Linked DNA regions of Rattus norvegicus: region 2 is linked to region 1. Evidence: chromatin contacts called from public Hi-C data. All regions are on one chromosome and are shown on one strand. The core of a region is the stretch at or near the end of the contact, and the rest is flanking DNA. Distances in the headings are between cores, read along the strand shown. Region 1 holds the start of Cebpd (CCAAT/enhancer binding protein delta). Region 2 overlaps Spidr (scaffold protein involved in DNA repair).

Evidence for each region. A called contact is a pair of places that touch in the nucleus more often than the background predicts.
Region 2: a Hi-C map of liver shows a contact between it and region 1, with 2.6 times the contacts expected there. The contact joins the enhancer-like site here to the promoter of Cebpd in region 1. A contact is called at or near these places in 4 of 12 Hi-C or Micro-C datasets (frontal cortex, liver, mammary epithelial cells and 1 more).

Annotation. Positions count from the first base shown.
Region 1 is chr11:98,264,261-98,271,473 of GRCr8, forward strand. It overlaps Cebpd (CCAAT/enhancer binding protein delta), which reads left to right and starts at 4,596. Exons shown (of 1, transcript NM_013154.2): 1 at 4,596-5,734. The coding sequence starts at 4,628. The coding sequence ends at 5,434. It overlaps Spidr (scaffold protein involved in DNA repair), which reads right to left. Exons shown (of 19, transcript NM_001100988.2): 19 at 6,519-7,120. The coding sequence ends at 6,965.
Region 2 is chr11:98,320,227-98,327,439 of GRCr8, forward strand. All of the region lies in intron 9 of Spidr (scaffold protein involved in DNA repair), which reads right to left. Among named protein-coding and RNA genes, the nearest start is that of Cebpd, 55 kb to the left of the region's middle. Within about 2 kb of position 3,280, at least 49 of the 93 cell types and tissues checked have an H3K27ac peak or open chromatin away from gene starts, as enhancers often do. A contact at or near this core is called in liver, where this site is marked.

The DNA of each region.
Region 1 (7,213 bases), core at 3,346-5,845:
AATAGATTCTTTATATATTCACTATATCCTGATTACACTTTTCCATCCCTCCACTCCTTCCAGTTCCTCTCACATCCCATTTAATCCTCCCATCTGGGTCCATTAGGAAAGAGCAGGCTTCTAAGAGACACTAGCAAGACATAACAAAATAAAATATGATAAAACAAACTCCATCTCATTAAAGTTGGACAAGGCAAAACAAGAGAAGGAAAACAGCCCAAGAGAAGACTCAGGAATCACAAATGTTGTTCACACACTCAGGAGCCCCCAACTGGAAGCTGTATTATATGCATAGATGACCTGGTGCCGGTCTGTGCATGTCCTGCTGCTTGGTCTCTGTGAGTTCATATGACCTTTACTTTGTTGATTTAGAGGGCCTTGGTTTCCAGATGTTCTCTATCTCCTCTGGCTCTAACACTTTTTTTTCTGCCTCATCTTCCTTCATGTTCTCTGAGCTTTAAGGGGAGGAATTTCAGAGACATCCCATTTAGATATGGGTGTTCTAAGGTCTCTCTCTGTCTCTCTGTCTCTCTGTACTCTCTCTCTCTCTCTCTCTCTCTCTCTCTCTCTCTGTGTGTGTGTGTGTGTGTGTGTGTGTGTGTGTGTGTGTGTGTGTGTGTGTGTGTGATATTTGGTGTGGGTATCTGTATTTATTCCTATCTGCTGCAGGAGAAAACTTGATGATGGCTGAATAAAAGGCATTGATCTATAAGTATAGAGATATTAAGAGTCATTTCACTACCTATTTTTTTAAAGACCAGTAGTATTTGTCTGTACTCTAGGTGTCTACTTCTAGTTCTCGGTCACCTGAGCAATGTCAAGTGTGGATTCCATTTCATGAAGCGGGCCTCAACTCACATCAGACATTGGTTGGCCAACCACACAAGCTTTGTGTCACCAGTGCCCTAGCAGATCTGTGGCAGGACAGTATTGTAGAAGAAAGGTTTTGTGACTGATTTGCCATATATGTTTCTCTTTTGGTAGCCTGCAGAGTGTCTGCTTGTGTCACAGACACTAAAACATACAGGTGAAGGTTCTATAAGTAACAGCTTAACCTCTCCGTATTCAATGAGTTGTGCAGATATTGTCTACAACAATGAGGACTTGCTGTCAGTTTGTCTTGGCATCAGCCTGGGTTATTTGGGGATTTCTATGGGACCCCTTTGGCTAAGAACTCAAATGGATGTAACCCAGTTCCAGTACTGGAAGCTTTTTTTGGTGACAAGAGATGGCCAGTGAGGACTCTGTCTCCTCAGTTATTTGGAGAGTTCATTTGGACCACTTCCATATGTTTTAGGACGTTTCCACTGTACTAGGTTTCCATATTATGTCAAATGCCCCTCAATTCTAGCTGTTTCTCCCTATATTCCCTCCCTCAACCCTATCTCCCCTCAGCATCTGATCCTCCTGATCCAGTACAAGGCAAACCAGCAAAAGTAAAAGAGCCCAAGGAAAGGTATAAGAATCAGAAACCACCTTGTTAGCACAGGAATCCCATAAGAGTACTAAACTGAAAGCCATAATATGTATAAAGAGGACCTGGTTCAGACCCACAAAACCTATTCTATTTTCCCCTCCTAAGGAGAGTTATGTGTCACCCTGTTCCCATACTCTAGACCAATAGATTGTAGCTTGATATCATTTACTTACTTGCTAATACCCACATATAAATGAATACATTATTCTAGATCTGGGTTACCTGACTCAGTATGATTTTTCTCCCCTAGTTCCTTCCATTTGCCTGCAAATTTCATGCCATTATCTTTTAGACAGTTGAGTAATACCTTTGTGTAAATGTACCTCATTTTCTTTATCTAATCTTCTGTTGAGGAACATTTATGTACTTCCCAATTTCTAGTTATTGTGAATTGAGTAGCAATGAACATAGTTGAGCAAACAAGTGTTTTTGTGGTACAAGTGTCCTTTCAGTATAGGCCCAAGAGTGGTATAGTTGGATCTTTATGTAGATTGACTCCCATTTTTCTAAGAAACTGATTCCCATAGTAGTTGTACAAGTTTGCACTCCCATCAGCAATGGAGGAGTGTTCCCTTTATTCTACATCCTGGCCAGCATGCGCTGTCACTTATGTTATTGATCTCAGCCATTCTGACAGGTATAAGATGAAATTTCAAAGTAGTTTTGATTTACATTTCCATGATGTCTAAGAATGTTTGAATATTTCGATAAACGTTCTGCAGATATTCTGGATTTCTTCTCTTGAGAATTATGTTTAGATCCGTACACATTTTTCATTGGATTATTTAGTTTTTAGATATCTAGTTTCTTGAGTTCTTGATATATTTTGGATATTAGTCCTCTAGTAGATGGTAAGATTTTAAATCTTATATTGAATATGCATGGAGAAAGCGAACAGCCTGTCTTGTTCTCGATTTTTTTTTTTTTTTTTTTTTTTGGAATTGTGCTGAGTTTCTTTCCATTAAGTTGATGGCCTTCACTTCTTGGATGCTGGGAAGTTTTACTTCTTTTCCAGCTTGATTTCATATTTCATTTTACCTAGAACTACCCAGAAATGTTTCAGAGTATTTATACATATTTGATGGAATATACATATTCCATCTAGAGAACTGTTCTGGTACGGAGTGAAATATACAAACAGGATCTCCTGGAGATTGGTTTGTTAGACTGATCTTCCAAGTCTGACAGTGCTCCACGACTCTAAGACAACACTGCTAGTTTTCTGAATTTTTAAACACCAAGGTTTCCAGAATGCCCACATGGACTGGGCATCATTGGATTCTCCACTATGTTCCACATGTGAGGGTGCTGAGGACAACTATTCTAGCTCGAAGGCTTTTGACAGATGTGCCGAGGAGAGCTTAAAATGCACACCTGGATGCTGTGTTTCTCGCAGGAACAAAGCACGGAAGTGTTCATATTCACCTTGAGTAAGTCCCCCATGACGCTAGGAAAGCCCTTGAGATAGGAGCGGTGTGTGGAACACTCATGAAAGGATTACAAATGACTGTCATAGGAGCTAAACTTTGTTATTTTTAAAGGGTCTTTGATAGCTCTCAACTGTCACAATACATTCATACTTTGTTGTTCTGCCATGCTGCCTTTCTCTGTCTCTGGTAAATGGAAAATTAAGCACAGGTCGGCAGGTTTCTGAACACAGACTCCACAGAGCTTTCAGGTGCAGCCCAACGGTGCCCACAGGTACCCACAGGTACCCACGGTGGCCAAACCTTCTGAGTTTCTAATTGGCCCCACTGTCTTGTAAGCACAGCTTCATTTTCATAAATGTAGTGAATGGACCCAGGAATCAAAAACAGCAGGTTGTCTCACTTGAAAACGGCCTTTCAGAGGGATAAACACGTGTTCCTTAATCGTGCTTCTCTGGCATCCAGGGCTAAGAACCAAAAACTTTCTCCCAGGGTTTTCCTGTGCATGTACATGAACTCACATGTGCGATGGCTTTAACCTCAGAGGTAATTAGTTAAAATATCAACATCAATTATATCAATTATAAAATTCCAAAGCTGTGTTTACCTTTCTTTCAGAAAAGCCATTAGATATTCCACAGCCCATCATTAGGATTTTCCTCGGGAATTGAAGTCAGGACCTAGGCTGCTCTGTAAATCAGCCGATGTTGGTCAAAACACCTGGTGAATCGGAAAGAGTTGGAGGAATATGAGGGACACATCTGATTTTGGACAGATTATTTTCTTGACTTTTGCATGTTTGAGACAGGCCGTCAGGCACTTGAACTCTTGGGATTCAACTACCCATCCAGTCTCAGGTCTGAGTAGCTGGAGTTGAAATTTCTCTTCATCTTTTCAAGAAATTTGAAGAGCTGGCAACTTAATACCCCTTTATGAGTATTGATGTAAATCTCAGTTTTCTCTCAGCCAGCCACATTTACTTTAAATAGCATCTCTTTTGGGTATACTTAGCAAGGAAAAGAAACAGCAAGATGCTATGCTACCACCAGGTGGCACAGCTTTAATAACCTGAAGAGTTACCGGAGCACCCAAGACCGCTGTCAGGTGCGGAGAAACGCACCGCGCGGTTAGGGTGGCGGTCTCTCTTCCGTCGACTTTGTGGTCAGCGGAGAGCCCCGTCGATCTGTCTGTCCATCGGGCTGTGTTGCTGAACCTAACCTCGATGGCAGCTGGGCCTCAGCACCCCGAGAAATGTGGCTGGAGCGGGTTCGAATTTCCGGAGACTCACGCTGGCTGTGCTCGTTCTTGACCGGCGGGGACTGAGGCCCAGGTCCACGAACCACGGTTCACTCCTTCTGGCCCCGAGGCGGAGGCGCCAAGACAGAAGCCATGGACTCGGGCTGCCCAGCCCTGTCCCAGTTCCGCTTTTGCGATGACTGAAGGCGTCCCGCTTAGCGCGCGTCGGGGCCAAATCCAGATTTTCATTTCGCTCCAGGCTCAGACCGCTAAGTAGGTCCAAACCGCACAAACAGGAAGGAGGGAAGGCCAAGAGTGCGGGCAGAGGGCGGGTCGTTCCCAGCAGCACCCCGGTCCCTCCCTGCTCGGGTCCCCGACCCTCTGGGGCCGGGGCGGGGCGTGCGCGTCAGCTGGGGCTAGAAAAGGCGGCGGTCCGTCCCGGCGAGGTGACAGCCCAACTTGGACGCCAGGCCCAGCCGACGCCGCCATGAGCGCCGCTCTTTTCAGCCTAGACAGCCCAGCACGCGGCGCACCCTGGCCCACAGAGCCCGCGGCCTTCTACGAGCCAGGCAGGGTGGGCAAGCCAGGACGAGGGCCGGAGCCTGGGGATCTGGGGGAGCCGGGCTCCACGACCCCTGCCATGTATGACGACGAGAGCGCCATCGACTTCAGCGCCTACATTGATTCCATGGCTGCCGTGCCCACCCTAGAGTTGTGCCACGACGAGATCTTCGCCGACCTCTTCAACAGCAATCACAAAGCGGCCGGCGCGGGCAGCCTGGAGCTGCTGCAGGGCGGCCCTACGCGACCCCCGGGTGTGGGGTCAATCGCCAGGGGCCCGCTGAAGCGCGAACCCGACTGGGGCGACGGCGACGCGCCGGGCTCCCTGCTGCCGGCGCAAGTGGCAGTGTGCGCGCAGACAGTGGTGAGCTTGGCGGCCGCGGCACAGCCCACACCACCCACTTCGCCCGAGCCTCCTCGAGGCAGCCCTGGACCGAGCCTTGCGCCTGGCCCCGTCCGAGAGAAGGGCGCCGGCAAGAGGGGTCCGGACCGGGGCAGCCCTGAGTACCGGCAGCGACGCGAGCGCAACAACATCGCTGTGCGCAAGAGCCGGGACAAGGCCAAGCGCCGCAACCAGGAGATGCAGCAGAAGCTGGTGGAGCTGTCGGCCGAGAACGAGAAGCTGCATCAGCGTGTGGAGCAGCTCACCCGGGACCTGGCCAGCCTCCGGCAGTTCTTCAAAGAGCTGCCCAGCCCGCCTTTCCTGCCGCCCACCGGCACCGACTGCCGGTAACGCGCGGTGTGGGCCTTAGAGACTCCGAACGACCGATACCTCAGACCCCGACGGCGGGGAGCAGACGCCGCCCGAATTGCTACAGTTTCTTGGGCACTGGACTGCGAGAGAAGCTATATGAATCCCCCTTAAATTATTTTTTTATAATGGTAGCGTTTTCTACGTCTTATTACCATTGCAGCTAAGGTACATTGTAGAAAAGACTTTTCCGACAGACTTTTGTAGATAAGAGGAAGAGACTGCGCATGCTTTTTATATTCATTTTTACAGTATTTGTAAGAATAAAGAAGCATTTAAATTGCTGCAGCTTCCTATATTCAGTCTCTCCCGCACACAACATATTGGGACCTCACCAGGGAAAAGCAAGCACCTGGGAGCCACAGGACCAGGTGCGTTGCCCACATGGGGTAAGGAGATGGACGAGTTTCCTTTTGCTGTATACTCCGTGCGGAAGGAACATGGGAGGGCATGACTACTCCGCGTAGGTGGAAGGTGTTATCCCAGAGTATGCTATGCTGACCTGGGCCAGAGAACGGCTGGCCTAACTTTTAGGTGGTTGCTGAAGGGTGAGAGGGTGGAAGAGAGCTGAGACTCCGAAACTTGATCCCTCCTTGCTTTTACTTTCCTCAACCTAGGGACATGTAGATTTTAAAATGTGCACCAGGACAAATTAATATCATAGTATACAAAGAGGGCAGCTCCAAGTGCCAGTAATTGTAATGTTAGCAGGCTCAATCCCCACCCCTACCTCCCAAAGTTTATGCCTTTTTCCTTAAGAATACTGGGTGTTCCAAACCCTTCCCTGGTCTGCACAGCCTGTTGCAGTACAGAAGAAAACACAAAACCTCCAAGGTCCAAATATGTAGTTGCTTTGCTTTGTAATTCAAATCCCTGCCTAAAGCAGGCTTGTGGATTGCTGTGAGTCTGTGATCTTTGCCCTCTGCAGTTCTTCAGGGTCTCTGACAGGTGTGTAGTGGAGTAAGGTACAGAAATGTGTTTTATACAGCTATCGTCACACCCAGCTCACCTACAGTGGACAGGTGACAGTGCCACCTCTGGCAGTTCCTAGACCACTAAAACCACAAAGTGTTGGACATTTATTTATTGTTAACAGAACAGTAATATCTCAACATGAGATATTGGTTGAAGCTTTACAGAATAGTCTTACAGAGAATATTAAATACTGCAAAGAAAACCACATACATATTGCTAATTGTAAACAGTTTAAACTACAACAAAGCACATTTCCTAATAGATCAATAACAATGCCTAAGCAGCACAAAATGAAGACAAAGAAGACAGGAGAAACACTCAAAGAAATGTCCTCAAATTTGTAGGAAGGTAAAGTAGAAAAAAAGATCGAACAGAGGTATTTTGAATTTTAATTTACAAAATATCCTCTTTACCAGAAAAAAAAAAAAAGGAAAGAAAAGAAACGCACTAAACTTAAAACTATAAAAACACTACAGAGTTAACCCGATTCGGATTCCCCAGATCAAGTCCCTGGCCTCACTGCCAAGGGCGCAGATGTCAGGGAGGAGGAGGCGGAGCAGCAGTGGCTCCCGCTGTACTCAGAAGCTCAATCTCTTCCAGAGTGATGCAGCTGGTCTGCTGTGTAGTGACGGACTGGACAAAGCAGAGTAACGGTCCCATCTCCTTCCCAAGGATGTTCTCTACTTCATAATTCTGCAGTGATAGAAGCATTCTGGTTAACATAAACAGTCCTGGATTCCTGGACAGTCTGTTCCCAACAACAAAGCCACAGCCAGGACAAAGGCC
Region 2 (7,213 bases), core at 2,030-4,529, 55 kb after region 1:
AGTCAATGAAGTAACTCAAGACAGAAGTCTGGATGCAGGAGCTGATGCAGAAGCTGTAAAGGAAACACTGACCAATGGCTTGCTCAGCCTTCTTTTTTATATGATCCAAGACCACGTGCCCAGAGGGTGGCATCAGCTCCCATAGGCTGGGCTATCTCATTTTCTTATTCTAGTTAAGAAAATGCCTATTAAATGTGTATATAGGCAAGTCTTCTGGAAGCTTTTCTTAACTGGCTTGTGTCAGTTGACATGAAACTGACTAGTGCACAGCACTCCTCCCTATCTTTCAGCTTTTACATTTTGTCTCCCTCTCTTTGGGTAAGTTTTGGGTGCAAGGAGACAGATAACATAGATGGCCTGTTTCAGGAAGAACAATTAGCATTTATTTATTCTCAGTACTTGGGTCAGGTTTAAGTTTCTGCATTAACCAATGCCTACTGCAAAAAGAAGCTTCTCCAATGAATATTGAAATCATTATTCTATGTAGGAGACAGACTTACACCATGTTTATTTGGTAAAGCAGTAGCTTCCACACCCCCAAGTATGATCTCCTTGGCAGTGAGGTTTTATAAAATACCAGATATAGCATATCAGGAATGAATTTCCTCTCCAAGCATTGACCTTAAACCCAAGGGCAAATGCTTTATAATCTAGAATGGTCACCCCATTATCGTTCCGGTGGTCCTACTGCACCAGTATTGGCACAGATCCCCAACAGGCTGGTACTATAGCATCAGTGGTCTACCAGTGGGCAAGATCATTGATGACTCTTCTCCCTCGTCATCCCTGCCCCCAAAAGCTGGGAAAGCTTTTCATCAGCAAAGGAAGCTTCTGGCTCAACCCTAGCTTCACTTTCTGTGTTGTAATGTCCTCACCAAAAAAAAAAAAAAAAAAAAAAATCTCATCATTTAGTTCCAGTAGACAAGTGTGGCGGTTTGAATAGGAATGGGATGTCTCCTATACGCTCATATACTTAAATAGCTGATTGCCATGTTGGGGCCATTGTCTGTGGACTTCATAGAAGCTTTGGGAGATGGAACCTTGTTAGAGGAAGTGGTCACTAGGGGCTAAATTTGAGAGTGTAGTGCTTCACTTTACTTCTGTGTATAGATGAATGAATGATCAGTTTCCTGATCTTGCCACCTTACTTCCCTACATGCTGCCACAGCTCCCACACTGTGATGGTTTCTATCCCTTTGGAACTCTAAGGCAAAATAAATTTTTTTATTCCTAAGCTGCTTTTTGGTTATAGTATTTTATCACAACAGAAAGTATCCATAGAACTATATTTCAAAAGCTATAATGCAAACGGCCGAGAAACATTTTTAAATATTTTAAAATACACCACCAGGGAAATGCAAATTAAAAACACTTTATGATTTCATACCTCAACCCTTGGCAGAATTGTCAGGATTTAAAAAGAAAGAAAGAAAAAAAAGAAAGATATTAAGAAAACAGATGCTAGCGTAGATGCAGGGAAGACGCTAGTGTGGATGCAGGGAAAAGAGAACATTTACTCACTGCCTGTGGGAGTGCAAACTGGCAGTCATTATGGAAATCAGTGTGGAGGTGCCTCAAAAAGCTAGAAATAGATCTACCATGAGAGTTATACTTAAAAAAAAAAACAACACAGTTTTCAACCCAGACTGAAACTGACAGCAAACAGGGAGCTTTTAAAACTGTTTGTGAGCACCTGTGATAAAGGAGAGAGGACTATTATCCCACAGAGTGCACCAGAACTGGGTTTGTTCTATCAGACAGCTCATCATTTTGTCCTTGGAGTAACGTTCTAACAGGCAAATTCCACTCTTAAAGCACCGAGGCAGAAAATAAACACCCTTACCCAAACAGGTTTCCGTGTCTCTGGCAGAGGAGACGGCTGTGCTCTGTGACTGAGGAACACAGCCCTAGTGTCAATCCTTACTCCCACACGATCCAGGCGACTTTAATTTGCTTAACACCAGCCGTGTTACTATACTTTTTCCAAACTCAAAAATCGTAGTTTCTGTCATCCAACTAGACAATCTGAATTGCTAGTGATATTCATGTACTTGTCTTCATAGACGGGGGGGAATCTTTATGTGAAAGCAAAGAGGGAGAGATAGGAAGCTTCTGTTTGAACCAACCTGTGACGATGGGTTTTATAGAGGCAATCTCATCCCTTAGTTACTGTTGTTTTATGTGTAATGTAAGTTTCTGCTAAGGGTAAAGCAAAACATGACTTGAAATGCAGACCCTCATTTTCCCTGTCCTAGGCAGTCACTCAGCTCCACCTAGGAAGAACCACGACATTGGAGACAGACATAGTGACATCAGCCTCTAATCTCGGGGCCAAGGCAGAGATCATGATTTGAGGCCACTGTGGGCTATATACGGAAAGTCCAAAGCTACTCTGTGATACACAGTGAGACCCTGTTTCAAGAACAAACAAAACAACAAAGAGTAAGCAGATGATATTTGTGAACCCATATTAACCTTTTCAGAAATGCAAAACAACACACATAAGAGGTCTAACATGTAAAGGTCTATTATATAGTTAATATTTGCCTTTTCCCTTCTGTGTGTGTATATGTGTTTACACACACACACACACACACACACACACACACACACACACACACACTTACATGCACTAGTGATTGAACTCAGGGCCTCATGTATGGACATCAAGCATTCAGTCAAAGCTATATCCAGATCCTGAAAAGCTTTTTATTTCTTCCCTTTATCAGCTTCATTGTAGAACACTTTAAAAGTTATATATAATAAAAAAAAAACCAAAAACGATAAAATGAATGACAAAGAAAAAAAAGTTAGATTTGTAAAGGGGAATTTAAGGCTACAATTCCTCTGAGCATTTTAATCTCACCCTCTTTTTTCTAAACTAACTTCTCTTTCTTTCATTCAGTGGTACAATTTCACTGCTCCACAGAGAAGGAACAAGGGAAACTGTGGACGTGTGTGTCAGCACATGCAGATTTGCCAAGAAGGAAGATTAAGTGACCATGTGGGTGTTTACGCTGAGATCGCAGCAGTTCTTAGCAGTTCACCAAGAATTCCGGGAATCAAGACAGGCTGGCTGTTCTATTCTAGGTCACCGTCAGAGGCTGCAGTCTGAGGATCTACAAGATCTTATTCTCTACTTCGCAACCTTTTATTAAGCATCGACTCAAGAACAACAGAGAAGGAACTGGAGTATGAAGTATAAAAGTAAAAAGCGAGAGACAGAGAAAGGTGGCAGGGAGCAGGAAAAGCCAGGAGAGGCTTGACCCAGATGAGAGAGGAGCTCCCCAGAAGACAGGAGGAGGGCTGCTGCTTCCTTGCAGCTGGGAACTAGACGCAGGACACTGCGTTCCCTTTTCTCAAAAAAAAAAAAAAAAAAAAAAAAAAAAAAAACCACAGGCATGGGATCTCAAAGTAAACACTTAATCCTGCTGTTTATCTTTTTATCATGAAGAGATGTTAACAGCATGGTGTTTTTTTTGCTATACAGAAATGTTTCTTATTCATTTAAAAACCATATTTTGCTAAAACATGACAGTTCTCCTTCCCTTCCTTCCTTCCTTTCTACCTTTCTATGTACTAAAATAGGGTCTCTCTATGTATCCCAGGCTTGTCTCAAACCTGAAGCTCATTGTTACAGTTTCCTAAGTACCGAAATTACAGGCATGCGCCATCAGGCTTCATGTGAACTTTCCAGTATCACTGGATAGGAAAAATAATAACTTTTCCTTCTAAACATGTAGTTTGTATGGTTTTGATACCCTGTAGGATCCCATATCCACTACCACTGTCACAGCATTAAGCAGTTCCTATGAGATTACAGATGAGCTTGCTTGCTTGTCTGTCTTGACTAGGCAAACAATTTCTGGAAGGACAGACTGTAGGTGAGACAGTTATAGACTATAACCATTTCCTCATTCCTAAACCCCTAGCCCCGCCTAGATGAAAGATCACAGTCATCGTTTCCCTTGCAGAGCCCTCAGTTTGTAGCCTGAGAGAGGCTGTCCCACGCTGTGTGTGTTAATAAACAGTCCTGTCTGTCTGAAGTCAGATATCTGTCTCTGCTGCTTCAGAAACCAAAAGGCTCTTCTTTTAAAGGGGGTTGGTATATAGAGGTCAGACTGTGAAGGAAAAAGCAGAATGGAGAGCGAGGCTCTGACTCCACACAGAATCCTGATCTGTATTACACAACATCAGGTGTAAGAGGCTCCTGAAGACTAGTGAGACGGTTTAATTTTGGAGACTCTGGAGCCCCAACAACAGCCCTGCTTTAGTTCATTAAGTGTTCATGACCAAAGAGACAAGAAAAAGAAGCTTGGAGATATCCTGATGATGAAGATTGGACTTGCCCCAAGAAATTCAAGGCCTCTATCAACAGGAAATAGTCTATTTTGTTGGCTGAAATAGATCTATTCACCCTTCCCCCTCTAACCTTGTCTCCTACCTACTGTGGGGCGGGGGCTGGAAGGAATTCGAGTGCAACAACAGTCTACCAAATGAAAACAGCGTTAGTAAAATGCATACATACAAGCCCTACACCAATATTAATGAAAACCTTATAAGTCATTATACAATTGTAGGAACAGCCATTCTAGGAACAAAATTAAAGAAATCTGTTAAATTGTTTTGATGTATTTTAAGTAAATTATTTTCAATATTAAAGCCTATGCAGTTTCCTGTACCAGTGGTAGTAAGTAGTCAAGCAGACACCGTTAGATGGCAACTCTCTTCTTTCTAGGAAGGTTGGTTCCAGGTGTGAACTTGCTTCAGCCTGCTTACTCCACTCTGGCCTGCAAGCCTGTATAATGTGCCTCCCAACTTCCTCCCTCTGGGGCACTCTCAGCTGGGGTGTACTCGTGCTCGCACTGCACCCCTGCAGATTGGCGTCCGTACCCTGTATCTTTCTGTTCCTCCCATTAGCAGATTGGCCAAGTCTCCTCCCCAGGAGCTCTATCATTGATCTTCCTTCCTGCCAACCTTCAATCATTTTTGTAAAAATTAAAGAAAATATTGAAATATCTTCAAATTTCTCCCCTAAATTATTCCAGAGATGTTTTCCTGAAGTCTCTTCATCTCCAAGTATGTTTATGTCTGTCCCATATAATAGCTTCCCACACAGTCTTGGCGGGCACTGACAACTCCTTTGGCCCACCTGTGTCATCTTGCTGTTCATGGTCTCTAAAGCTTCATGGGGCATCTTGTCAATATGTCTGTCTGCTCTGTAAATGTTAGAGCCCCTCATCAATCTCTTTGTTTCATTTTCATGACTGACATTATTTTTCTCAGGCACACGATGACCTCACTATTCCTTTTACTGTGCCTGGGTTACATGGATCCACTGATATGCAATGGGCATTATCTACCATATCACTGTGGAAGCGCCATGCAGCCCAGGGAGGAAAGTGTCATTCTATAGTTAGAATAGATATCACATTTGGTCATTTAAGAACAAACCCAGGGGGGCTGGGGATTTAGCTCAGTGGTAGAGCGCTTACCTAGGAAGCACAAGGCCCTGGGTTCGGTCCCCAGCTCCGAAAAAAAAAACAACCAAAAAAAAAAAAAAAAAAAAAAAAAAAAGAACAAACCCAGGGCTGTAAATATGATAGGAAAGCCTTATTTTCGCCCCACTTTTTCCCTTTCATTTTGGCATTATCAGGGATCAACATAGGGCCTCACCTGGGCCATCTTTTCCTTGATGTTCTCTGAGCCATAGATGCAGGGACGATGATGAAGATGTACAGGTTGGGGTTGGGTTCTCCGTGGTCTGTTGATTTCTATATTGTATCTAGTTGTGGTTTTCTGCAATGATCTCTGTTGTAAGGGGTCATTTCTTTGATGAGGTAGTAATTACACTTATCCAGAAATGGTGGGCTAATCACCATCCTTTCCTTTTGTTATTGCCAATATTCCAAGCTCAAGGCTCATTTTATATTTTCTCTTATCCAAATGTAGAACCAGACATGTTGCAAAGGAGACCTGGTTGTGGTTGCTAATGGTAGTTTACCTCTACCCTAGAACGCTTTAAATAGATAGAGCTGGGCAAAGTGTTCACATATAGTCTCATACATGTCAATACACAATTACTTCTGTATATTCCCATCCCATTCATCTACCTGTTTTGAAAACCATGAGATGTAGACTACCTCGAATTCTTACTAAATAATGTGTTCACTTTTATTTTTACCCTCTCTGTGTTTGTGACTCAAATTCAACATGCCTAAAATGAAGTGTTCTCTTTTAAGAGCTCTCCAGTTCAGTTTTCTCCTGGATTCCTCATCCCATTTAATAGACTAGCACTAGGGTGCTAACCAAACCTCAGAGTTCTTCCATACCATCCTTTCATGTACCACTAATCACGGTTAGATCATTCCATCTTCTAATTGTTACAACATGTTATACCTTTTTACTTACCAGCTTGCCTTCATAAAGGAATTAGAGCTTTTTTTCTCCTCTATTAGTATTTATAACTAGTTCCTCCTATGTTCCAAATTACTAATAGCCATGTAAGACACAAAGATTGAAAATTCAAAGGTCTTACCATATTGTTTCAGTCTTTATGACTGAATCTCAATGCTACCCATTCTATACACTATATACTTTTCTGGCACCCTTGCCCTAACCACATCTCCACCCCAGACCTCCCAAACCTGTTCTCTCCTGCCACGATCTTCCCACACACTTGCATGACTTGCTTATTCATCTCCTTTATTATTTTGCTCTTTTTCTTCAGTGAGACTATGTGGTTGATTTTCAGGTAAAATTGAGTGTTGACTCAATCTAGTAGTTACAAGCATCTTTAAGTCTTTCTTTCCTATGAAAGCCAGAGAACTGTGCAAATTTATGCCAAAAATGGTCCCTGGAGCTCTCTAGTTCCTATTGCTTCCCCATTAATACTCTAAGCTAGGTCATCTCCCTGACAGGTTGGTTTCCTGAACAGCCTGGCTTGGTTTTTGGTCCCACTCTTGCACGTGTACATTTCATTTGTTCTTCAGTACCCAGAACAATCTCTTCAAAGCACAAATCAGATTCCAGCCACTGAATTCTGAAAACCTTGAAGGTGCCTCATCATCTGTAGAACAAAAGCCCAAACTCCTGTCCTGTCTTTCTCTGTGCCCCTCTGTCTTGGTTTCCTAGAACTACCACATTCCTGGCACATAAATCAGACCATACCGTGGACTTTTATACCATGGACCATACCATGGCTCTATGTCTG